2 separate regions of the Mus musculus genome follow, and region 2 is linked to region 1. A link is a contact called in public Hi-C data. All regions are on one chromosome and are shown on one strand. Each heading gives the region's core, a stretch centred on a gene start, on an enhancer-like site or on the middle of the called end of the contact. The rest is flanking DNA. Distances are from core to core; before and after follow the strand shown.

Region 1 (6,814 bases), core at 1,536-4,035:
ATTCTGAAACTCATCAATAGGGCTAGTTTGACTTTCCAACTGACTCTAGGATCCCCTGACTCTTTCTTCAGAGAGCTGAAGTTATAAGTGGGCTGACATACCCATATGGCTTTTATGTGGATCTTGTGAGATCTGAAATCATATATATGAGATAGATTGAGAAGAAATCTTTAAGCCAGAGCCTTGGTCACTCATAGTACAGGCTCCTCACATGTAAGGTCATTAAGTCACATTTAACCAACACAGAGACTCTCCATTTCAACTTCTCTCCTATTCCCAGTCTTCGAAAGCACTACCACATAGTCATACTCATGACCTTTATTGGAAGATCACAGGCCAAAGAACTGAGAGTTGGCGGCATGGGAGCTGGAGGAGAAACATCACAGTGAACAGTAGAAGCTGGAAAAGGTCTCTTTGCTTTCAGCATACACAGGGAGACATTGGGAAAGACTTTGTTGTGCTTGCATTTAATTGATGACATAAAATTACTACTTGACTCATTTTGTGTTGTCACTGAGGGAACAATAATAAATCTCAGAAACTTCATAAGTTAGAGTGACCCATCATAAACTCTCTTTTGGGAGCTCAAAGGGACCTAATTCAGTGGCTTAGCCATATACTTTTATTAAACTAAGTAGGAATGAAATGTGCTATGGTCAAAAAAGCTGAATTTTCCTGGTGACCCATTTTCTCTCATTCTCCCAAATGACTCCAGGGTTCAATTTCTATTCCTTTCAGAGGAAGGAAAACCATGGCACAGCAGTGAATTCTTTGATTTACCAACTGTGTGTGTGTGTGTGTGTGTGTGTGTGTGTGTGTGTGTGTGTATGTGTTTGTGTGTGTGTGTTTGTGTGTGTTTGTGTGTGTGTTTGTATGTGTGTGTATGTGTGTTTGTGTGTGTGTGTGTGTGTTCTATGGCAGGAGTTTGAAACCTGTGAGCATGGAGGATTGTGGGAACTCAAAGGTTGTGTTGATAGTTTGCAGACAAGGAAGCTAGAGAAAGATAGCCCTTCCTCTCTCCTGTTAACTCAGGAAATCGAGTGTGAGCCACCTGAGAAACAGCACTCCCCTTTGAAGGTGTTGCTAGGAGGAATGGGTGTGGTGGCACAAGCTGCCAACACCAGACAGGAAATATGGGTGGGGAATAGTTAAGATTCCAATACGCCAACTCATTAGGCTGCATAGCACCCATAAGCTCCACTGGGCCATGCATTTTTTGTCTAGAAGCCTCTTATGGGCTCTTGGACTCAAATGTATTTTCCTTGTTTTAATATAAACCAAACGCAAAACCAAGCCAGATTAAAATAATTCTAGAATATTCCTAGGCACACTCGCTGTAGATGAGGTAGCCAGTGGGGATGCAAAACACACCTTACTTCCTTCTCATCCTGGCTGTTCACACAGATAAAAATAAGGAGAGCAACTAGGCACAGACAAAACCTCACCTACTTCTGGGTGGACCCTCCTTTCCTCTGCAAGAAAGAAGCCACATCTGGATCTTCATGAAAGTTGCCCCTACATACCAGTCATCTCATGTTACATTAAAATAGGAGCTACATTTTAAAAAACAAAACAAAACAAAACAAAACCCTAATTCCTAGAACTTCCAGATGTAGTTGTTTTGGGTAACTTCTTTTTTCAAGTACTTGCGTTGGTAGAGAATTTCATTCGCTGATCTCACAGTGAGCCCTGTGTTGATAGAATCCCAGCTTTAAAGCTTCACCTTCTTGTTGCTTTGGAGGAAAAGGGATTCTTTGAGTAGCAAAACCTGACTTTGCATTTCCCAGGCTTTTAGAATACATAAGACGTTGTTTGTTCATCGGTAGCAGAGAGATGGTAAATCGTGCTAACTGGATATACTATGGACAGCATCATAGGAAGGTCTCCCTATTCTATGCAAACCTCCCTGCCTCCAAAGGTTTTAGAAAACTGAACTTTACTTATGTACTAAACTACAGACCTCTGTCATTCAGTATCTCCCTAAAACCAACAAGGTGCAGCTTAGTGCATACTGGACAAGGGAGGTACAGGCTCCTAGTCCAGATGGCTAGGATTGCAGTCCTAGCTTTACAGTGTGCTGGTGGAACAAGTTCAGCCGTGTAATTTAACCTCTCTGTGCCTGCTTTGTGCCTGCAAAAGAAGGGCGGAGGAGTGGGTAATTATAACTATTCTGGCTGCTTTAGAGGTTATGTGAACTAATGCTTATGGAGTCCTTAGAAGACTATGCAACATAGAACAAGCACCCTCAAGTATGAGCTTATTCACACCAAGGCTCCATCTGTGCTCCCTCCCTCCCTCCCTCCCTCCCTCCATGGCAGATTTGTGCCAGCCGAGTCATTAGCACCGTTAAGCAACTTGCCTCTCTCCATGACTTGGGTTCGGCTATAGCTTTGACATCACTGCTCTGCGGTCCCTCTGCTTCCATACTGCATGGACTTTAGGCAGACTCTATAAGAACCAGGAGCTATGAGCAGCATTCGGGACACAAAGTAATGCATTCCAGTTTTGAGGGCACACAGTTTATCAGGGCTTAGATACCACACTTCCTGCCATGGGCTCACGTTTTGAAGACTTTGTCTAGTTTGTAGCTCTAATACTATAAAACTGTTCTTGGGGAGGGAGAGACTTGGCTCGTGGACATAGACTTCTAAGGGTGAGCAGTGTAAATTATGCCCATTGGTTGTCCCAGTCTCCTTTCTCTGCTTCCTGGTTGGCCATATAGCGAATAAGTTCCCACTGTCTCATGCTCTCACTGCAATGGACTGAGTCATCCCTACTGCCTGCATTCCTTGCCCTTACAGACTAGAGACTCTAGGAAACTAAAATAAATTGACCCTTTCCTGCCTTCACCTGTGTCTGTCAGATATTTGCTCACAGATGCACTCATGCATTCCCAAAGGATTAATGTTGGTTTGTCTGTTTATTCTTCAAACTTGTATTTTGGCAACTGGACATATTCAAATTACTACTAAAAAACTCGACAAGTGCGCTGATAAGGTAGCTCAGAAAGTAAAGGAGCTTGCTGCCAAACCCAAAGTACAGAGTTCAATTCCTATGACCCACATTGTATAATTACAAACCCATAGTTGACCCCTTAAATCCATATGCACACTATGGTACACACACACATAGACACACAGATACACACACACACACACACACACACACACACACACAGACACACACACACAGACACAGACACACACACACACAGACACAGACACACACACACACAGACACACACACACACACACACACACACACACACACACAGACACACACACACACACACACACACACAGACACAGACACAGACACAGACATACACACACACACACTAAACATCTATGTAGCAAAATATTTAAAGAAGAACTGTGAGATGTTTTGAATTTGAATATTTAAATTGATTGGTAGCTTGAGGCACAAAACAAAAATAAAGGATAAACTAGTCAGACTCAGCATCAGTCGGCTACTTGATAGCATGCTTACCATTGGTTATCCAAGCACGGGAGTTATTCTGCTTTCCTTAAACTTGGAAAAAGAAACACACTCCTTTTTCTAAAACATTTGTCTCATTAGGGCTGCTGAATCTGGTTTGCATTGATTACAACACTGAGAAGGAGTAGCAGTTAGACTCTTGCAGCGTTAAAGTTAATTTAGGTCCAGATCAGTCCAAGAACTTCTTTTCTATCACGTGGCTGTGATGCTTCATTTTAGTTTTTAAATTTAACTTTAGAAATCTTGCCACTGTGCAGTGAAATCGAAGGACTTGGGGAAACATCCATCCCACATTAAAAAGAAGCCACTGAAATGCTAACCAGGTGGGCAGGGAAGACATCGTGATGTTTCCAAGTCCGGCGCTGAGGGATAACTGGTTCCAGCTCTCCAAGTCCACTCCAAGATTTTGAGTTTCAATTTAAAATTAAACTAGAACTTTCTCTGTATTAAAGGGGGTGGGGAGAAAGCTTAACATCACCCCCCACCCCCATCAAAGCTTAAAACCTTCTGGAACTTCTAATAGTTCACATGAAACATCACAGCAAACAAGATGTAAATGAATAAGAAACAGATGAGTCCCCACGTTCTGGACATACTTACGGATTTTAATTTCAGGAATTCTTGGAGAGAAAAGAGCTAGTGAGATAATAAATTGATCGTGGCTGTATTACATTATCTTATAATCAAAACAATCTTTGCCACTCGAACCTAAGAGGTCTGTTTCCAATGAGTTCTAAAGTTTACAGTTGTTCCAGGATCCTTAGTATTACCACACTGTTAACTTATTTATGAAATAAAAACTTTTGTGCTGCTTTCTAAGGAAGCATGCGTTTCTCGAACAATAATTTTCTTGTTTTTTTTTTTTCTAATTGATTTCACATTCAGTATTGTTCTCCTGTAAAGCATCTAATTATCTACACGTGGTCACCTAAATGATCTGTGGCAGACAACCACAAAGGAATATGCATGCCTAAATTTCTTCCCCAACAGCTGCAAGAAGAAGGCAAGATACAACAATATTTCAATTTATTTCCTTGCATGTACCCACGGTTTTATAATTGTGTGAGGTTTCTGGTGGAAAAATTTAAGATCAGAATCAAGTTGTATATTCTCACACCGAAGGTTTCAAGGGGGGCATTTGCTGACTTTCCTACTGCTCACAAAGTTGGGAAGGAGAATTTGACTTTCAGATTCACTGTGCATGCTCAAATCCAGATGAGTCTAGAAAACAGACTGTGCTACTGAGACCGCGGCTTCTGTGCTTCCTGTGATTAACTGCTGCGCGCGTGCTCATGAATATGTAGAACAAGCGTAAATATACAAGACACCACGAATGCAGGCATGCCCCATGTCTTTGGAACACCAGAGGCTGATTCAAAGTTCCAGAACTTGACTGTCGTGATGAGCTGCACAGTCGCTGCTAACTCCTCATGCAGCAGCCCCTGCTTTAGAATTCAGATAGGACACATCCGAATCAGTTGGAACTAAAGACGAATGTGTGGACATCAGGCCTGAAAGAGCCGTAGCTCTACAGTTCACAAAGAAGGCATCACTCTAGACAATACCTTTTGCCTGCAGGCACGTCTGGGCACCACATATGTTCAGTGCTCACTAAGGGCAGAGGCATGGGATCCCCCGGAATGGCAGGTAAAGAATGTTGTTAGCCACCATGTGAGTTCTGGGGACTGAACCTGAGTCCTCTGGAAGAACAGCCAGTGCTCTCAATCCGTGAGTTCTACTCTAGCCCCTACATAATAGATAGTGGCAATCAGGGAACCTCTCTAGCCAGCCCTGTCTGGCAGCAAAGGCCCTTCAGGCAACCAGCCGACAATAAGACATGTCATTATTAGCTGCCTCTAGGCAGGGCATTCCCATTGCCTCCTCTATGTTCCCACATGTCCCCCGTGTATGTGACACAGTCCCTATAGCCATGTTTTTCCTCCTTCAGTGCCAGCCTCTGTGCCCCTTTGCCCATCCCTTTTGTAAAAATTAGATATTTTCATTATTTACATTTCAAATATTATTCCCTTTCCTGGTTTTCCTTCTGAAAACTACCTATACACTATCCCCTCCCCCTGCTCACCAACCCACCCACTCCCTCTTCCTTGTCCTGGCATTCCCCTACACTGGGGAATCAAGCCTTCAAAAGACTAAGGGCCTCTTCTCTCACTGATGGCCAACAAGGCCATCCTCTGCTACCTATGCAGCTGGAACTACATACAGGTGCATCCATGTGAACTCTTTGGATGGTGGTCTAGTCCCTGGGAGTTCTGGGGGGTACTAGTTTGTTCATATTGTTTCTCCTATGGGGCTACAAATTCCTTCAGAACCTTCAGTCCTTTCTCTAGCTCCTCCACTGGGGACCTTGTGTTCAGTCCAATAGTTGGCTGAGAGAATCCACCTTTCTATTTGTCAGACACTGTCAGAGCCTCTCAAGAGACAGCTATATCAGGTTTCTGTCAGCAAGCCCTTGTTGGCATCCAAAATAGTGCCTGGGTTAGGTGAATGTATGTGGGATGGATCCCCAGGTGGGGCAGTCTCAGGATGATCTTTCCTTCAGACTCTGCGCCATACTCTGTCTCTGTATCTCCTCCCATGGGTATTTTGTTCCCCTTTCTAAGAAGGACCGAAGTATCCACACTTTGGTGTTCCTTCTTCTTGAGCTTCATTTGGTCTGTAAATTGAACCTAGGATATTCTGAGCTTCTGGGCTAATATCCACTTACCAGTGAGTACAACCATGTGTGTTTTTTTGTGATTGGGTTACTTCACTCAGGATGATATCCTCCAGATCCATCCATTTGCCTAAGAATTTCATGAATTCATTGTTTTTAATTGCTGAGTAGTACTCCATTGTGTAAATGTACCACATTTTCTGTATCCATTCCTCTGTTGAGGGACATCTGGATTCTTTCTAGCTCCTGGCTATTATAAATAAGGCTGCTATGAACATAGTGGAGCATGTGACCTTATCACATGTTGGAGCACCTTCTGGGTATGTGCCCAGGAGTGATATAGCTGGATCCCCAAGTAGTACTATGCCCAATTTTCTGACAAACGGCCAAACTGATTTCCAGAGTGGTTGTACCAGCTTGCCATTGCACCAGCAGTGGAGGAGTGTTTCTCTTTATCCACATCCTTGCCAACATCTGCGGTCAGGTAAGATTTTGATCTTAAACATTCTGACTAGTGTGAGGTGGAATCTCAGGGTTGTTTTGATTTTCATTTCCCTGATGACTAAGGATGTTGAACATTTCTTTTGGTGCTTCTCAGCCATTTGGTATTCCCCAGTTGAGAATTCTTTGTTTAGCTCTGTA
Region 2 (6,873 bases), core at 2,760-5,259, 240 kb before region 1:
AGTCAGGCAAAGCCACCCCATTCTAAACTACAGACAGCTGTCAACAGGACTACAGAATCAGCCTTGCCATTTAAAGATGATTGGATACTACTCACAAGATCATCTGGGCACTGAAAATGTTCTTTGCCTTTTTTTTTTTCTGGGGAACAGTTGTGGTCTCTGTTTATAGGGCTCACCATAATTTGAATTTGAGTGCCTGTGCTCTGCCTTGGAGACTCTAAAATGAGCCAACTCATCCTGCTACTTTAGTAAAACATCCAAATGGGCACTGCACACTGGGTCTGTACATCTACCTTTCCCAACTGAACAGCTGCATCTCTCTAGACATCACTGAGCTATCTGATGCCTCTCTCTTTCCTCTCCCCCTTTTCCCTCCCTCCCCTCCCCAACCCTCCCCTCCCTCTCTTCTCCCCTCCCTTCTCTTCTCTCCTCTCCTCTGGTCTATAGTTCCCTACAATTCTGTACTGTTGTTGGACCTCCCCCCCTCCAAGTCCTTATTATTTGATACATAAAACCAAGACTGCCTCTGTAAACTAGACTACAGCTTCCTCCTGAATTAGTTTCCCACACAATATTGTCTTAGAAGACTGATTTTGTCAGCTTTGCCTGCAGGAGAAGTTAGATAAATATTAAATATTGCTTTTTATATCTATCCAGACAATTGCATCAAGAACATTTAAGTGCTTCTTTTCTGCTCCACATTTTGTAGCCTGCTACATTTTCTAGCTGCAGGCTCCCTTTCCCTCTGCTTTTAATCGTTATTATGTGTCTGCTGGCTGAGAAGGAAGAGGTTTTAGGGAACAGTGGTAAATTGGACAATGGTCTGTACAACCTCAATGTAATTAGTGAGACAAGCTGAATTTTGAATACACCCAATAACACCACACAAACCATTCATCCAGGAGCAGAACTAGAAAAAGGTGAAAAACAAAACTCCAAAAAATGCCATGGATAAGTGTCTAATAGGAAGCCTTTCTGCAGATCTGTCATTAACAGCTTCACCATGGCCAATGGGTAGAGAAGGTTGAAGAGGACTTTCTAATTAGTTCTTGCTATAATATACATCAGCTGCCCAGTATTGGAACAAGGTAGGACCAGCTGTCATAACTGAGGAGAAAACCTTTAATTCCCTCTTCACTGCTCCTCCACAGCCCTACAGCTGGGCAACCATCTGTGACACACATCTATCTCCTACTGTTACAGGGACCACTAACACTCTAGATCACTGGCCAATTGAAAGGGAAATTTTTCTAACTGATTTTTGGTAATAGTTCCCAAAGGCCAAACTAGAAAGATTGTTCCGTTCTTGAGGCCAGATAGGAAACTCCTGATTTCTAAGAATGAAGGACACTTTGAAACGCTAGCGAAGAAAACCCTCGTGGTTTCCACAGTTCCCTTTCCTGGACTTCAATGATGAGACACTGAAAACTGTCATTAACCCTGACAGTGGAGTCCAGTGCTAACTGCTAATGGAGACTGGTGAATTCTCTGGCTAACCCTCAAGCCACCTTTTTTTCTAAGTATTTCTTTTTTGAGACAAGATTTCATAGAGCTCACAGCTCTATGTAGCCGAAGGTGACCTTGAACTCTTGATCTTTTTGAGCTCAGGCTGGCCTTGCATCTACTATGTAGCTGGAGATGGCCTTGAATTCTTGATCTTCCAGCCTCTAACTCCTGTGTGATAGGCTATAGGCCTGTGCAACTGTACTCATCCCCAGCTTTGTTTCTGAATTTCTGCTGGAGCTGCTCACATATTCCTGGAAGCTGGCACCTGACTGAGAAGCCTAAACTTGCTGGATTGAGCATGAGTGTGCAGTAGAAAGTGGATAAAGAGAAAAAATTATAGATTAAATAACCACACCCATGTGGTACGTGGGTTGTACAGTTTTGCATTCTTTCCTTTCCATCCTTTCACCATGAGTAGAGAAGTACAATTTAACCCATATGCCATTTTAAAGTCACCTTCTAGTAAGTCATAATCAGACGAGAACTTGAACATGACGTTAGAAGCAGAAACCAACTTGCTGAGAAATCATCCGGGCTTCCCCCAACAGTCATTTGAGTGGGTTTTTAGAAAAGTAGAAAATTTCCAATTCTAGACAGACTCTGGTTTTCAAATCTTTCCCATAGTCCTTCAAATATTGAGTCTTAGGTCCAGCTGCTCTCCTCATTATTGACATACTTTGTCTTGTGCCCTGGGAAATCAAAGTTTCATTCCAACCTGGATATAGATAAGGGCCCACTAAGTCAGACATAACTGTGAGGCAGGTTTGGGGGACTGGAGTTGGTAGCCATCTGCACACCCTAGAAAGATGCAGCATTGAAGATGATTAAGTGGAGAGAGCAAGGAAGGAACTGTCAAAGACAACATCTTTCTGATGTGTATGGTGATTTCACGGTGGACCTCTGCAGCTGGTGTGTGTGTCAGGGGAGGAGGATGAGAAAGGAGCTATAATAGACTTTGTACAGTGACTGGCTTGAAATTAAGAATCCCTATTAGCCCTAGCTCTGCCGGTGAAGTATGAAGCCTAAGGCATGTCAGTTCCCATCTTATTTTAAAAGCAAATAGATGAAGTAATTTATGCATCGATCTAGTGCTCTTTTCTTTGTTAGAAACTTCGTGATGAAACAGAAATGACACATTTTAGAGCAGAAGAGATCTTACAGTTGTATGCTCTATGGCCTGGTCTAGTGATATTCCTTAGTTTCTTATTCATAAACGGAAGAGAACAAAGGCCAGAAAGTTGTTATAAAAGGACAGCCAGCATCACAAACACTTTCCAAGGTTCCAGAATATAGATGACTGTAACCAGGAAGATCACCATATCCAATGGTGCCATGACCTAGTCTGAAATAGACACATGTTGGAGAGTGACAATTGCTGTGACGAGACTCTATGACTACCCAACTCTTATAAAGGAAAACATTTAATTGGGGCTGCCTTACAGTTTCTAGGTTAAGTCCATTTTCATCATGGCAGGAAGCATGGCAGCATCTGGGCAGGTGTGGTGCTGGGGAAGTAGCTGAGAGTTCTACATCTGGATCTGAAAGCACCAGGAAGAGAAAGAGACACTGGGTTTGGCTTGAGCATTTGAAACTTCGAAGCTACCTCCAGTGTGGCACACCTCCTCAACAAGGCCATGCCTCCTAATAGTACCACTCCCTCTGCACCTATGGAGGCCCTTTTCATTCAAACCACCACACAGGGGGCAGTGCTAGATTCACTTCTGTCCCTGGTGATAAATAGCCTGGTGTCTATGTAACTAAAAATAAAATAACGCAAACCTCTGGCTTGGTCTTTGAATAGAAAACTGATGCCACAGGCTTAAAAACATTATCAGCAGTTTGGGTTCCATTGCACCATATGCCTCAATCCAACTCTGTGGCCTGGAGAACGTCACTTGGAGAACGTCACTTGGCCCTCTTGGCTCTGCTAGGAAGTTCTCCTAGTGGAGGAGAAGGCGACAGCATGTGTCTGGCTGCTTCAATCCTGCCCGGGAAGTGCAAAGCCCCATCGGCTTAAAGGGATTGAAGAATGACTTCTTTGGATGATCTTCCTGGCGCTCTTGGACTCCTGTGTTGAGAACTGAGGGGTGAGGATTAGGGAGAAGCTCCAAAGACATTGGCTTAAGCTCATTGCCACTGTTTTGGCCAATTTAAGCACGTGTAGGAAAAACAGAGAAATAAATCCATATGGTATTACATTTTCACCAACAACGAACTACTCCTGTTTATAAGAAAAATGACCTTTAGGTAAATTTGATGCCTGGGAATCACCTGAAGAAAGATTATTTTTTTGAAAGCTGTTGTGCCTGTGTGAGCCAAGAGTACTTCACGGCTATGAATTTGACAATTCAGTCTCCACAAAGCAACTGTTTGATCCTAGCAGTGATTGGAACTCTGTCCTCTAGAGGGCAGGAATGTACCAGATTTAAAGAACATGGAGGCTTGCACTGTGCTAGGGAGGAGCCAAATGCCCTGCTTACACTGTGTGAAAGAGGAAGGGAGGGAAAGAGATTACCCTAAACTAGTCTCTTAGACTAGGAACAGTAGGAAATCTTGTCTTGAATATTGAATAAGGTATTTTTAAATTGATGTGTTTTATTTTTTTTTTTCTTGGTTTATCTTGGCTTTCCTCTGCACCAACCCAGCTGGTCCTTGTTTTCATTTTTGTAGTTTTGTTTCGTTTTTCTTCAGATTTTGTACTTTGTATTCTAGGTTGGACATGAACTCACTATGTTGTTCAGGATAACCTCAAATTCCTGATGGCCCCGCCCCCACCTCCCACATGTTGGAATTATATGCATGTACCCACCACGCCCAGCTAAGAAATTCTTACAATGATTAAGCACCTTTTAGCTGAGACATTAACAGTAGAAGTAAGTTTCCTTGGCACAGCCCTTTCAGAGCGTGGGGAGACCAAGCCTGGAGCAGGGAATGGTGTCTTTTAACTCATTCTACAGATCCTGAGTAGCCTAACACAGGAGGATGCTCTGCAGATTAATCAGAAACTGAACATAAAAAGATCACTTGGGATGTTAAAACATAAGAACTGTCAGTCAAGATCTCTGGGATTGGCAGTCTGAGAGTCTTAGAAGGCCTTTTCTCCCATGCCATGGCTTTTCAGTTAACCCAGTGCTAGATGCTCTTTGTCTCCCTTGGAGAGAAATTGCCTTGAGAATATGCTTCATGTTGGCAGAGGGATTGCACAGGGAGGTTTAAACAGCAGGCTGCCGAGAGTCCAGGACATGTTGAGGCATAACCTGCTGCCGGTGGACCATGCTGCTCCAGGCGTGACCTGGGAGTTACCGGCAGAGTTTCACACCATTGTTCCTGCTGCTCTGCTTGCTCTCCAAGGAGAGGAAGGCTTACACCACAGCTTTCCCAGGGTCCAGACACTTGCCAGCAGCTGACCCATCAGGAAATGGCCTCTCCCCTCTTCCTTCCCACATTCCTTCCTTCCTGAGCTTCCCCAGTCCAAGGTGTGGCCGCGCGCCCAGAAGATCTGCTCTGCTTGATTGACAAGCAAACAAAACCTTCCTCTTAGATAAGCAAGATCACAGGTCTGTAGGAAATCTATTTGTTTCTGGATGGAGCTTGTCTGCTCTCGCTGTCTCAATAGCTACAGTGCTGACTTCATAGTTTCTTATCATATCTTTAGGATGTGTGGAACAGTAAATCCTAAAACAATGAGCTCTGCTTTGTAACATTTTTTTTAACAGGCTAATTCACAGTGAAATACTACACTTTGTTCTACAGAGTTTATGGTGGTCTCCCTTGGAGTCCTTAGCCATTTGTACTGTGCAATAAGAAAGACTAGAAGAGAGATTTCCTTTTTGAACTTTCTTTTTAATTTAGTTCTTTAGAAATTTGTTATTCCTGACAAGAGCTGGGAATTCAGGAAAGGGTGCCCCTTGCCACTTTTGGGGAGAATCTTTTTAACACAGATGCAACCCAAGAGAGAATGACAGAAAACTGTGCAATATTTTGGCTCAACAAGGTTGTCCCTTGACTTTTACATTTGTGTAAATGGAGAGCCTTCTTGGGATTTTTTTTCTTTGTTGCCTCTTGTATGGCTCTAGGTAAACCTGTGTGTGTAGGTATGCATGTGTGTGCATGTGTGTGTGTATGCATAAAAGGACCAAAGGTAAACTACTTCCAGATTCATTTTAAAGCTGATGCCTACCCTAAGATCATTTAAGGAAGAGCAAACATGTTTCTTCTTTTTAAAAGAATTTTTAAAACATTTTTTTAATTGTTCGCAACGGTTATCACTAATATCAGGTCTAGGAAAAGAGTATCTGCAGCAGACATATTGTTTCATGTTTTATTTCCCAGATGGACAAAAGGGAGATATATACATAGAAGGGGTTGATAGCAATCTCCAGAACGGCCTGTTCGTAGCCTGCAAGATAGGTATTGTTATCCACGTTGATCAAATGAGAAAACTGGTGCTTGGGCAGGTGAGTGAATTGCTATATTTACTCAGCATGTAAAGTAGGATTAGTAATCGAATCCATGATCTCAGATTTCATGTTTTGCTTCTTTAAGAGTACGTTTATTTTTACTATGATGTTTTAAAATGAGCATCTGTAACATGTGACCAGGAACTCAACTTTTCCCTCCTCTCAGTGTCCAAACTAGAGCTGTCTATTCAGCATGAAGATGTTTTCTGTGGTTGTGGTGGTTTGGCTAGGTATAGTCCCAGAGATTCATGTGTTTGAATCCTTGGCCATAGGGAGTGGCACTATTAGAAGGTTTGGCTTTATTAGAGGAGTGTGGCCTTGCTATAGGAAATGTGTCACTGTTGAGGCAGACATGAGGTCTTAAATGTTCAAGCTACTCCCAGTGTGAAACATATTCAGGCTCCTAGCTGCTTTCAGATTAAGATGTAGAACTCTCAGCGCCATATCTGCCTGCATGCTGCCATGTTTCCCACCACAATGGACTGAACCTCTGAAACTGTAAACCAGCCCCAATTAGTTGTTTTCCTTTATGAGAGTCACCATGGTTGTGGTGTATTTTCACAGCAATAAAACCCTTCAAATATACAAGACAACGTGACATGTGGCCAAACAAAGAAAAGCACTAGGGTCAGTATATTTGTGGCTTAATTTTCTGGTTGTAGTTAGAGAATTTTAAGAAAGTTTATATTAGACTCCTTTCTTCCTCTTTTAAGAAAGGAAGGAAGGAAAGAAGGAAGGAAGGGAGAGAGAGAGAGAGAGAGAGAGAGAGAGAGAGAGAACACCAAGGAAACCTAACAACATTCATTTAAAGGTTTATATTTTTGTTTTTGTTGTTTGGTTTTTTTTGGTTTTTGGTTTTTTTATATCAAGCATCTGTTTTCAAATCACATTTGGCTGACTCAAGTGT

Evidence for each region. A called contact is a pair of places that touch in the nucleus more often than the background predicts.
Region 2: a contact with region 1 is called in a Hi-C map of pancreatic cancer cells, with 3 times the contacts expected there. The contact joins two enhancer-like sites. A contact is called at or near these places in 3 of 15 datasets of contacts at CTCF or cohesin (CD8 T cells and the NIH/3T3 cell line), 11 of 484 Hi-C or Micro-C datasets (adipose-derived mesenchymal stem cells, bone marrow-derived macrophages, embryonic fibroblasts and 8 more) and 8 of 115 datasets of contacts at active chromatin or transcription factors (the NIH/3T3 cell line, bone marrow-derived dendritic cells, bone marrow-derived macrophages and 5 more).

Annotation. Positions count from the first base shown.
Region 1 is chr13:110,720,317-110,727,130 of GRCm38.p6, reverse strand. No RefSeq gene overlaps it. Among named protein-coding and RNA genes, the nearest start is that of Gm33172, 40 kb to the right of the region's middle. Within about 2 kb of position 2,785, at least 36 of the 459 cell types and tissues checked have an H3K27ac peak or open chromatin away from gene starts, as enhancers often do. A contact at or near this core is called in embryonic fibroblasts, epidermal suprabasal cells and pancreatic cancer cells, where this site is marked.
Region 2 is chr13:110,965,352-110,972,224 of GRCm38.p6, reverse strand. No RefSeq gene overlaps it. Among named protein-coding and RNA genes, the nearest start is that of 4930526H09Rik, 65 kb to the right of the region's middle. Within about 2 kb of position 4,009, at least 130 of the 459 cell types and tissues checked have an H3K27ac peak or open chromatin away from gene starts, as enhancers often do. A contact at or near this core is called in embryonic fibroblasts, epidermal suprabasal cells and pancreatic cancer cells, where this site is marked.